2 separate regions of the Sus scrofa genome follow, and region 2 is linked to region 1. Evidence: chromatin contacts called from public Hi-C data. All regions are on one chromosome and are shown on one strand. The core of a region is the stretch at or near the end of the contact, and the rest is flanking DNA. Distances in the headings are between cores, read along the strand shown. Region 1 holds the start of BRWD1 (bromodomain and WD repeat-containing protein 1). Region 2 overlaps BRWD1 (bromodomain and WD repeat-containing protein 1).

Region 1 (5,639 bases), core at 1,184-3,683:
ACAGCAACACGGGATCCGAGCCGCCTCTGCGACCTACACCACAGCTCACGGCGACACCGGATCCTTAACCCACTGATGGAGGCCAGGGATCAAACCTACAACCTCATGGTTGCTAGTAGGATTCGTTAACCACTGTGCCACCAAGGGAACTCCTCTGCAAAATTTTTAGAACTTTCTTGAAAATATTCACTTTTGGAGTTCCCGTCGTGGCACAGTGGTTAACGAATCCGACTAGGAACCATGAGGTTGTGGGTTCGGTCCCTGGCCTTGCTCAGTGGGTTAACGATCCGGCATTGCCATGAGCTGTGGTGTAGGCCACAGACCCGGCTCGGATCCCACGTTGCTGTGGCTCTGGCGTAGGCCGGAGGCTACAGCTCCGATCTGACCCCTAGCCTGGGAACCTCCATATGCTGTGGGAGCGGCCCAAGAAATAGCAAAAAGACAAAAAAAAAAAAAAAAGAAGAAAGAAAGAGAAAAAAAAAAAAGAAAATATTCACTTTTAAGCGTTTGCCTCAAAAAAAAAAAAAAAACTTCTAGGAAAGCAAATATTAAAATTGGCAATTACAGTGATGAATTTTCGTTAGAATTTTGTCTTATAAAAAAAAAAAACTGACAATTGAAAAGACTCTTTTGTTACATTGACCCAAGTTTAAGTGCTAATACTTAACTGTTCTCAGAGAACAAATCCTATTTTTGTTCTCTTGTTTAACAATGATGTTCATATTCTACCAACTTCTACTTACAGGTGTTAGAACCATAGTAAAAGATCATTCAAGAGCTCTTTTTTCAGTTATTTTACTCATACAGGAAGCTTAATATGGCCTGACAACTAAAGGAATTTCTTGTTCTAATACACAAATTGGAAAAAAATACTCTCCTAAAAAGGTTTTATTCCACCAAGGACAAATGAGTGAATAAAACAAAAGCATATATAGTGAGAGTAACTAAAAAAGACGAGCAAGTACAATGAAAAGAGAACTGCAATCTCCGTTAACGGTGCTCCAGAAAGAGAAACTACATAGTTAGAGCCTATATTAAGTTATGCACAGCAAGAGCATTATAAAAGTTTATCAAAATTTCCCAAGGCATTCAACAAGTGTAACACAGTTTAGAACGGCGAAAGTATTGCAGGAGTGGCACAGTCTCAAAGCAGCAGGGTTTTTATTACTCCGCGGAGGAAAAAAGAAAAAAACAAAATAAACCAAAAGCTAGAGAGGAACCTTCCTCCACCTTTCAAACACCAACGCTTCTATTCCTAGGGAACAAGTGGTTGGAAGATCTGGGCGGGGCAAAAGGAGGAAGACCAATCAAAGGTCGAGTTACAAGTCGGGTTCAGGACAAACACGGCTGAGAGCAGCTCGCTGAATGGCTGGCGAGCCCCCGGCTCTCACCATAGGCAGCCGCACCTGGGGACCCACCCCGCCACAAACCGCGGCGCAGGTCGCCCCCACCTCCACCCGGCCGCCCCCCAGGGCCGTTTCCTACCCAAACAAACCCGGCCTCCCCAAAGCAAAACAAAGCCTACGGGAGGCGGTCCCGCTGTCCCAGGGATGCCTCGGCCGCCTGGCCGCCCCCTCCGCGCGCGGCTCGGTCACTTCGCCCCTCCGGCGGGAGCCCCGAAAAGGGGGCGGGGGGCGGGTGCTCGGAAACACCGGGATGGAAATGTCAAAAGTCTCACCAATTCCTCGTAGCTCCTGTTGTGCTCGTTGCCCTCCCAATCCAACCTCTTCGGCAGCAGCTGCAAAGACCCAAGATGCACACGAGTGACCACCGAGCGGGGGGTGGCGGGGCGCAACGGGGTGGGGGGCGGCGGGGACGCGGGGCGGGGAGCCGGACGAGCGGCCCCAGGCAGGGCCGGGAGGGGACGCAGGGGACGCGGCGGGACGGGCGTGGGCGAGGCCGCGAAGCACAGACCTGGTACTGCTCCAGCTCCTGCACCAGCACCTGCAGCCGACGAGACGCGCAGTTAGGGGGGCGGGGGCCGCACCCCGGTCCGCCCGGCGCCCTCCTCCCGAGACCCCAGGCGGCGGCGGGGCCGGGACCCCCGGGGCGCGGCCGCCGCCGCCCGCGGGCCCGCACTCACCTGGGCGGCTCTCCGACACGGGCCGGCCGATAGGTACCGGGCGATGAGGAAGTACAGCTCTGCGGGGAGACGGGGAGTCGGGTCAGGCGCGGGCGGGAGGGTGGCGGGGAGGGGGCCGGGGCGGGGGCGCCGCGGGGAGGGCGCGGGCGGCGCGTCTTACCCGACTCGATGAGGGGCACCGGGCGTCGGGCGGGCGAGGGCTCCGCCATGGCCGGGCGCGGGGCCGGGGCGGGAGCGGGCGAGCGAAGCGTGTAGGCCGCGCCGAGGCCTGACCGGGCCGGCGTTCCTCTACCTCAGGCGCGCCGCCGCTGCCGCCGCCGCCGCCGCCGCCATGCCGTGCGCGCCGCCAGCGCCGACGCCTCCGCGAAGTAGTGCCTCCAGGGGAGAGAAAGTAGTCCCTCTGTGGGCGCCGCCCGTGCCACCGGACGAACGACGGTCCGACCCCGCCAGGAAGGGCGAGCCTCGCCTCCCTCTCCTCTCCCTCGGGGGGCGCAGAGAGGACACTGTGTGCGCTGGGGGCCGGGCCCGGCTCGGGCGGCCGGTGGGGGAGGGGCGCGCGCGTGGCCGGGATCCCTGCGCGCGGTGAAGCGGCTCCCGGCCATTGTGAGGCGGCGGCCCGGCTGCGCGGCGGGGCGGGCGCCGGGGGCGGAGGTCGGGCGGGGGCCGCGGTGGGGGCAGGGACGGGGACAGGTCCTCGCTCCCCCGGCCGGAACCCAGCGTCTCCATCCGGGACGTCAGGGGCCCAGGACCCGCAGCGGGTGCGGCGGGGTCGCCCGCTTCGGGCTCTCGGAAGGGACACTCACGGACGCTCATCCGGGGCCAGTGTGTCTGCCCCCCGGGAAAGATGGTTCGCTTCGAGGACGGAACACCCTTAAAACCGAGATCGTGCCACCCAGATGAGAACGCCGGGCCGAGAAGCTTTCCGCCGGGAGGGGAGGAGGAGTGAGGAACGCCGCGGGATGGGGAGGCCAGGGGTCCGCGGACGCTGACTCTCTGGCTCGGAGGGCAGAGCCGGGTTGCCGCATGCGGGGGAAGGAGAGCCGTGGGACAGAGCCGCAGTCCTGCCGGAGCCCGCAGCCCCCGAGAAAGGGTCAAAGAAAACGCAGTGCATCGCAGAGGATGTAAACCTGGCTAGGAGGGAGCAGCCCAGGGCCGGCGACGACCTAGCCGGGCGAGGAGGGTGGGAGGAAGCGGGCAGTGCAGACACGCAGCGGCCACCTCTCGGGGGACGCCCGCGGGGAGCCGTGGGCAAGTGGGATTCTCTTGGGAAACAGTCGTAGGACTTGAGGTTGGAGCAGTGGACCAGGGTCCCCCAAAATTCCCTTAATGCCCGTGGCGGGCTTCTAATCTAACCACATTCCTTCGGCCAACGTACCCGGTTTGCCCTATTCTGAGCCCTAAAGCACAGCAGGGAGCAAAACCGGGCCCTATGGAGCAGACGTTGTAATTCCAGTTCCTAGGCAGTCTGATAACCTCCAGAGCTTCAAGAGATGAAACATTTGGGTTCAGATCAGACTCTGGGTTGGGACTAACCCTGGGCCTTTACCCGCTGAAAGTGTGACTTTGAGCACGTCACAACCTCTGAGCTTCTATTTTCCTCACCTGTAAGCTGTAGATAGTATGTGTGCCCACTTCATAGGGGGACCATAATGGGTTAATAAGTGTTCTTAGGGTACATAAGCGCCATATACCTGCCAGTTTTTAATTATTTACACCACATAGCCAAAGTTTTTCTGTATATTTATGAAGGAACAATTCAAACATGTTGGAACAAGTGCCTCAGTCGTCTGTTCTTGTATCTTGATTCAGCAAACACCATCAAGTGATGGGGATAAAGGATGAAGGCATAGGCTGCAGCTTTGCCATCCAAGACTTCATTGTCTTTTAGGAGGTGTAAGCAAAGAAGGACAAGGTTTAGGGCAGAAACAGAAGGGAGATTCCACCTGCCTGTGGGAGGGGAGATGTTAGAATTTCTGAGTATTCATGTGGAAAGGGATTCCAGGCACATGAATAACAAAGGGCCAAGACATGAACAACATTCCAAGTTGAAGGAACTCAAGTTTAATAAGTCCAAGTTAAAATTGGGGGAGGGGGAGTTAAAATTGGGAGCAAGTAAAGGGTTCTAAGCCAGAAAGGCTTCTTTTTCCATTTCAGGATAGATTTGGAAGGGTTAAGACCAAGAGGCAGGAAAACCACTTAGTAGACCCCTAAAATAGGAAACAGGTGAAGGTGTATTAGGCCATCATTTATAAGGATGGAGAGGAGACGGGTCCAGAAACGTGTAGGAGGTTAAATCATTAAGATGAGGTTGAAGGAGAGGAAGAGTGCCCAAAATCTCAAGTTCAGGCTTAGTACGTCACGGTTGTGTCACCTAGTGAGATAGGCCATGCAGACTGTAGCTAGATTGCTAAGATGGATAACTGCTTGGAACGACTTGATTACTTGAAGGTACAGCCCGTATATTCCTGTGGGACAGTTTGATCTGATAATACAAGATTACCAGAGTTAGCAAATAGCAAAGACCTAAAGAGAATTTGACCTTTCAAAGATTGACCCAGGAATTGCGTATTTCATTTTGTAGCAATATCATAAAAGCAATACCATTTTGTAGCCCCAAGTGCTGGTAACCATTGCAAGAGGTCAGAAAAGATGATGGGAGTTTTCCTTTGCACAAGCCCTAGTTCCTTCACAATTTACTCAGTCGTCTGGACAAACACGTTCTGAGATTGGAATAGAGACACAAGGATCTCTGACAAGAGGCAGAGTGCCATCCCCCTTCAGCTCTCAAGTGGCGGAGACCTAGATTTGACTCCCACTCAGGCCAGTGAAGAGGAAGAAAGGGGGAAATACTGTCCAGCAGCAGCTCCCAAGTTGGGACCTGCCCAAAGGGGTCTCCCAACAAGGCAAGAACCCTGCCCTCACACAGCTGAATCCGAGCCATTCCAGATGCACACACTAAAGTGTTGCTTGGGGCCATTGGAAAGAACCACCGTGGCGCCCTAAATTATCAAAAAGTTTCTTAGTAAGCAAGGTTGGAAATCTTAAGGGCTGGTAACCAGCTGTAATGCTGTCACCCACCTCCGCTAAAAGAGAACTTTAGCGTTTTTGTTCTTGGCAAGCAGCCCCTCTCCTGGATAAATGTCACCGACTGTCCCGAAGTCAGGTGCTATCAGCACGCTCACTTCACAGCTGGAAACCTGAGGCCCAGATTGAGAAGGGCCCAAGGGCACAGGGCCAGGCTTCCAGCCCACTTGGGACAGTACGACCTGAGGCTGAGCCCGCACCCTGCAAACTTCTGAGGCCCTCCCTCATTTTATGAAGGAGGAAATCAGGGCCCGGAAACCAGGGGATTCGACACGATCACACAAACAGCATGTGAGAAGGTCAAACTTTGAAAATGAATTTCCCGTCGTGGCTCAGCAGAAACAAATCTGCCTAGTAAACATGGGGACGCAGATTCAACCCCTGGCCTCCCTCAGTGGGTTAAGGATCTGGCGTTGCCATGAGCTGTGGTGTAGGTCACAGACGTGGCTTGGATCCCGAACAGCTGTAGCTC
Region 2 (5,639 bases), core at 1,156-3,655, 49 kb before region 1:
CCTATCAAATTACCCGACATTTTTCACAGAACTAGAACGAACAAACCAAAAATTTATATGGAACCACAAAAGACCCAGAATTGCCAAAACAATCCTGAGGAACAAAAGCCAAGCAGGAGGCATAACTCTCCCAGACTTCAGGCAATATTACAAAGCCACAGTCATCAAGACAGTGTGGTACTAGTACCAAAACAGACATACAGAACAATGGAACTGAATAGAGAGCCCAGAAGTAAACCCAGATACCTATCTATGGTCAATTAATCTTCAACAAAGGAGACAAGAATAAAGATGGGGAAAAGACAGTCTTTTCATCAACTGTTGGTGGGAAAATTGGACAGCCACATGTAAATCAATGGAACTGGAAAACACCCTCACATCAGAAATAAACTCAAAATGGCTCAAAGACTTAAACGTAAAATAAGACACCATCACACTCCTAGAAGAGAACATAGGCAAAACATTCTCTGGCGTCAGCCTTACAAACGTTTTCTCAGGTCAGTCTCCCAAGGCAACAGAAATAAAACCAAAAATTAACCAATGAGACCTAATCAGACTGACAAGCTTTTTCAGAGCAAAGGAAACTATAAAAAAAAAACCAAAAAGACAACTTAAAGAATGGGAGAAAATAGCTTCAAATGATGCAACCAACCTGACAAGGGCTCAATCTCTAAAACATACAATCAACTTATACAACTCAACAGCAAAAAAGCCAACAACCGAATGGAAAAATGGGCCAAAGACCTGAAAAGACATTTCTCCAAAGAAGACATACAGATGGCCAACAAGTACATGAAAAAATGCTCAACATCCCTGATTATTAAGAGAAATGTAAATCAAAGTGACCATGAGATACCACCTCACATCAGTCAGAATGGCCATCATTAATAAGTCCACAGACAACAAATGCTGGAGCGGGTGTGGAGAAAAGGGAACCTTCCTGCACTGTTGGTGGGAATGTAAACTGGTACAACCACCATGGAGAACAGTATGGAAATACCTCAGAAAACTAAATATAGAACTACCATCTGACCCAGCAATCCCACTCTTGGGCATATATCCAGACAAAACTTTCCCTGAAAAAGACATATGCACCCATATGTTCAGTGCAGCACTATTCACAATAGCCAAGACATGGAAACAACCTAAATGTCCACCAACAGATGAATGGATTAAGAAGATGTGGTATATGTACACAATGGACTACTACTCAGCCATAAAAAAGAACAAAATAATGCCATTTGCAGCAACATGGATGGAGCTAGAGACCCTCATATTAAGTGAAGTAAGTCAGAAAGAGAAAGACAAAAATGATATCACTTATATCTGGAATCTAATATATGGCACAAATGAACCTTTCCACAGAAAAGAAACTCATGGACATGGAGAACAGACTTCTGATTGCCGAGGGAGAGGGAGGGAGTGGGATGGATGGGGAATTTGGGGTTAACAGATGCAAACTATTGCCTTTGGAGTGGATTAGCAATGAGATCCTGCTGTAGCACTGAGAACTATATCTAGTCACTTATGATGGAGCATGATAGTGTGAGAAAAAGGAATGTATACATGTATATGTGACTGGGTCACCTTGCTGTACCGTAGAAAATTGAAAGAACGCATTAAGCCAGCTATAATGGAAAAAAATAAAAATCATTGAGTTAAAAAAATCTAAAGCCTCCAGTTATGTGGCAGATTGGATGAGAGATCAAGAGTGACAAGGCAGACAGATATAAAGAAACTGTCTAGAACACAGCACTGAGAGATAAAGAGATAAGAACTTAATAGCATTTTATAGACTCTCAAAGTTTCTTTAATTTTCCATAGGGTTTCAACTTTCCCAGAGTGAGATTTCAGTTGCATAACAATCACCAATCTCTTCTAGATTATTTCTCACATAATTATTCTACATTCCCATTATCAAGTATTTTTCCCAGAAAATTCACTTCAAACTTTCTAATTCAGTGGAAATATTAGTGCTCTACTCAATTTGGTGTTTTAAAAATGATAAAGGAAAGGAAACCTAGAACTATAGTTTTCATTAGGAAATACTCTGCTCTTTACTCTTGTTTCTTTAATATAATTTTGTAAATAATGTTATTTCAGAGCGAAAAATTTTCAACAGACTTTCATAGTACTTGAAATTCAAATGTCCATGTGTTAGGGTATCAACCTTACACCGAATAAAGCTACTTCCAGCCTACTTAACTTGTAAGTGTACACTGCTTAAAGTCTGTCATACTACATGCGTACAATGCCTTCATTTATTCTTCAGTTTCAATCCAGGCACATGTAGGCAAAATCCCTCTCATATATTTATTACCTCTTCGGGGGGTTTCTTCCCCATTCGGAAGTCCACTTGGAAGAGCGTCCTGACCTGCTCCCATTCTCTGATCTTGCTGCTGCTGCAACTGTCTTATCATTCCATCCAGAACACTGGGCTCTGGGCTTCGTTCACCATTATCATTGGTTTGCAGGCTTATAATTTGTTCAATTACCTCTCCATCACCTGCAAATTCAATGAAGGAATATAAAATAGTATGTATGAACAGAAAAAAACTTTCAAGACGACAATTAAAACCACATTAACTGTTAGAATTCTTGTTTTCTTAAAAACAATTAAAGATACTCTATACATTCATAACTAATTAAGTCAGAGAAAAGAATCAAAACAAACTAGATTACTATGTACCACAAAAACCTCAACAAAGCTTCTCAAATCCTTAGAAGTGAGCATATGCAAACACATTTCTTTTTTTTTTTTTTTTTTTTTTTTTTTTTTTTGCTTTTTAGGGTCGCACCTATGGCATAGGGAGGTTCTCAGTCTAGGGGTCTAATCAGAGCTACATCTGCCAGCCTACACCACAGCCACAGCAATGCAGGATCCGAGCTGCGTCTGTGACCTACACCACAGCTCATGGCAACACCAGATCCTTAACCCACTGAGCTAGGCCAGGGATCGAACCCGCAACCTCATAATTCCTAGTCAGATTCGTTTCGGCTGCACCACGACAGGAACTCCTGGAAACACATTTCAGAAAAAGGTTTTTTTTTCTGTTTCACATTAACACCGTTCACTTATGCAAATATTTCACTAAAGTCTTATTTCCCAAGGTCTCGGACTAGTGAGCAATGTGTGATTTCTGATATACAGAAGAGCACTGGCATTTCTCGTCTTTTTTGTTTTTCTAGGAGAGCACCCGTAGCATATGGAAATTCCTGGGCTAGGGGTCAATCAAATCAGAGCTACAGCTGCCAGCCTAGCCTACACCACAGCCACAGCAACGTGGGATCCAAGCCACGTCTGCAACCTACACCACAGCTCACAGCAACACTGGATCCTTAACCCACTATGTGAGGCCAGGGATTGAACCTGCATCCTCACCAATACTAGTTGGGCTCCTTATCGCTGAGGCACTATGGGAACTTGAGCTCATTACCGCTGGGCCACGACGGGAGCTCCCGGATTATTTATATTAATATGAAACAAAGTAATAGTTTTCAAAACAAGAAACGCTCCCGTCATGGTGCAGCAGAAACAAATCCTACTAGGAACCATGAGGTTGCAGGTTCAATCCCTGGCCTTGCTCAGTGGGTTAAGGATCTGGCGTTGCCTTGAGCTGTGATGTAGGTCAAAGACACAGCTCAGACCTGGCGATGCTACGGCTGTGGTGTAGGCCAACAGCTGTACCTCCAATTCATTTCCTAGTCTGGGAACCTCTATATGCCGCAGGTGCAGCCCTAAAAAGCCAAAAAAAAGAGAAATGCTCCCAAGGATAAAGGGGGGCATTTCATAACGATGAAAGAGTTAATTCATCTGAAATCTGTATGTACATAGTAACAGAATTTTAAAATCATCTAGTAAAAATGGATAGAACCAAAGATAAAAATAAGACAAATCCACAGGGAAGTTGGATATTTCAGCACTCTTTAAAACAGCCACAAAATGGAAAAAAGCCCAATGTTCTTCAGCTGTTAGTGAGTGGATAACTGATGGTATATCCACACAGTGGGTGCAAGAATAAACGACTGATACTTCCAACAACAGGAATGAACCTCAAAAACACCATGTTAAATTAAAGAAGCCAGACACAAAAGACTATGTATTAAACGATTTCATTTAAACAAAATTCCTTAAAAAGAAAAAATCAAGGTAACAAAATATAGTACAAAATATAACAGTCACATTATATGGGGCCAAGAGAAGGGAGAGAACAGATTCCAAAAGGTCCAAGAGAACTTTTGGGGGCACTGGAACTGGAAAAGTTACCTATGTTGACTGTGGTGAGGATTACACGACGGTTTAAAATTTCTCGACTCACCTGAACTGTACACTTAAAAATGGTAAATTTTGTTATGTCTGTGGTATACTTCAAATCAATTAAAAATATAAACATTTGAAAGAGTAAACATACAGTAATTCACATTAATCTTCAACCTTAAGGTGATTCAGTTTCGTAAATCAATCCTCATCAAAACAAACAGAAGCATCTTTCTTCTTTGCTTGGTAATATTATGGAAAAACACCGTACTGCTATGAACAAATACAAAATAAAAACAACAAACAAACCGCTTTACTTGCGTAGAACAAGCAAAGTACAAGATGGGACTGGAAAACCCTGGGCCGGAAAGGAAGGAAGTACTCAAGGAATGATGGGGACTTGAGAAAGGATACGTACCTCCGCCTGAGGAGACCCTAATAACCAAACCCAAGGGCAGGAAGAACTAAACATGATAGTACCCACCACATAACATCCGTAAGTTCCCACTAAAACTTACTAGTAAACTGTATAAATAAATGACAAGAGTAACAGATGGCCAGCTAATGATAAAATGCAGATGCAACAATAACAGAGTTATCAGACAACCTTTTTGCAACCTTCGCGATAAGTGACTCAGGCAAAAACTCTCATTGGATCCTAAAACTCAGAGGTAGAGTTCGACAAGGACTAGGTTATGTACATCAGACACTCCCACAAATTACTTATTAATTACAAAGAGGAAAAAAAACCTTCACGGTGGAGAAGACACCTGGCAGACACCAAGTGTTCAAAGCCAACCCTACCAACAACCGGAAAAACACAATCACAAGCATCCTAGTGCGATGCTCCAGGAAGGCTACAACATCACCGATGTTATGTTCTTCCAAAAATGCATAATCTGAACTTAATCAACAACAACTAATTGTAATATGCACTCCTAACTTAAAAGCTTCCATCAGAGAAGAAACAAACCTGTAACAGGCATTATTAGGGTAATGAAATTTGATTACAGACCAGATTTAAAAACACCATTACGTTAAGTGTCCTAATTTTGATAATGTTAGGATTATAAGAAAGCGTCTTTTTTCTCAGAAACTATACACTGATGTATTTAGGGGTAAATGGACATAAGGCCCAGAACTTAAGTCTCAAAAGGTTCAAAACAACCATCTGTATCTAGAGAAAGAATAATTAAAAATACTGCAAAATATTAAGGAGTGAATCTGAAAGTACAGGTGTTCTTTGTATTATTACTTACATATTTTAAATAAAAAATTTGGGGGAAAAAAAAAAAAAAGACTTGGCACTTACTTGTTGCCACGTAGCCTAGCTGTGGCACCAAATGTTCATCTGAAGAATTTTCTCGGCCTGGTACTAATC

The links. A called contact is a pair of places that touch in the nucleus more often than the background predicts.
Region 2: a contact with region 1 is called in a Hi-C map of fetal liver, with 1.8 times the contacts expected there. The contact joins the enhancer-like site here to the promoter of BRWD1 in region 1. A contact is called at or near these places in 3 of 47 Hi-C or Micro-C datasets (brain, epiblast stem cells and fetal liver) and 1 of 2 datasets of contacts at active chromatin or transcription factors (alveolar macrophages).

The regions. Positions count from the first base shown.
Region 1 is chr13:202,894,112-202,899,750 of Sscrofa11.1, forward strand. BRWD1 (bromodomain and WD repeat-containing protein 1) reads right to left here and starts at 2,434. Exons shown (of 42, transcript XM_021070988.1): 1 at 2,244-2,434; 2 at 2,084-2,142; 3 at 1,915-1,944; 4 at 1,679-1,738. The coding sequence starts at 2,292.
Region 2 is chr13:202,845,391-202,851,029 of Sscrofa11.1, forward strand. It overlaps BRWD1 (bromodomain and WD repeat-containing protein 1), which reads right to left. Exons shown (of 42, transcript XM_021070988.1): 17 at 5,571-5,639; 18 at 2,321-2,506. Among named protein-coding and RNA genes, the nearest start is that of BRWD1, 48 kb to the right of the region's middle. Within about 2 kb of position 2,406, at least 1 of the 83 cell types and tissues checked has an H3K27ac peak or open chromatin away from gene starts, as enhancers often do. A contact at or near this core is called in fetal liver, where this site is marked.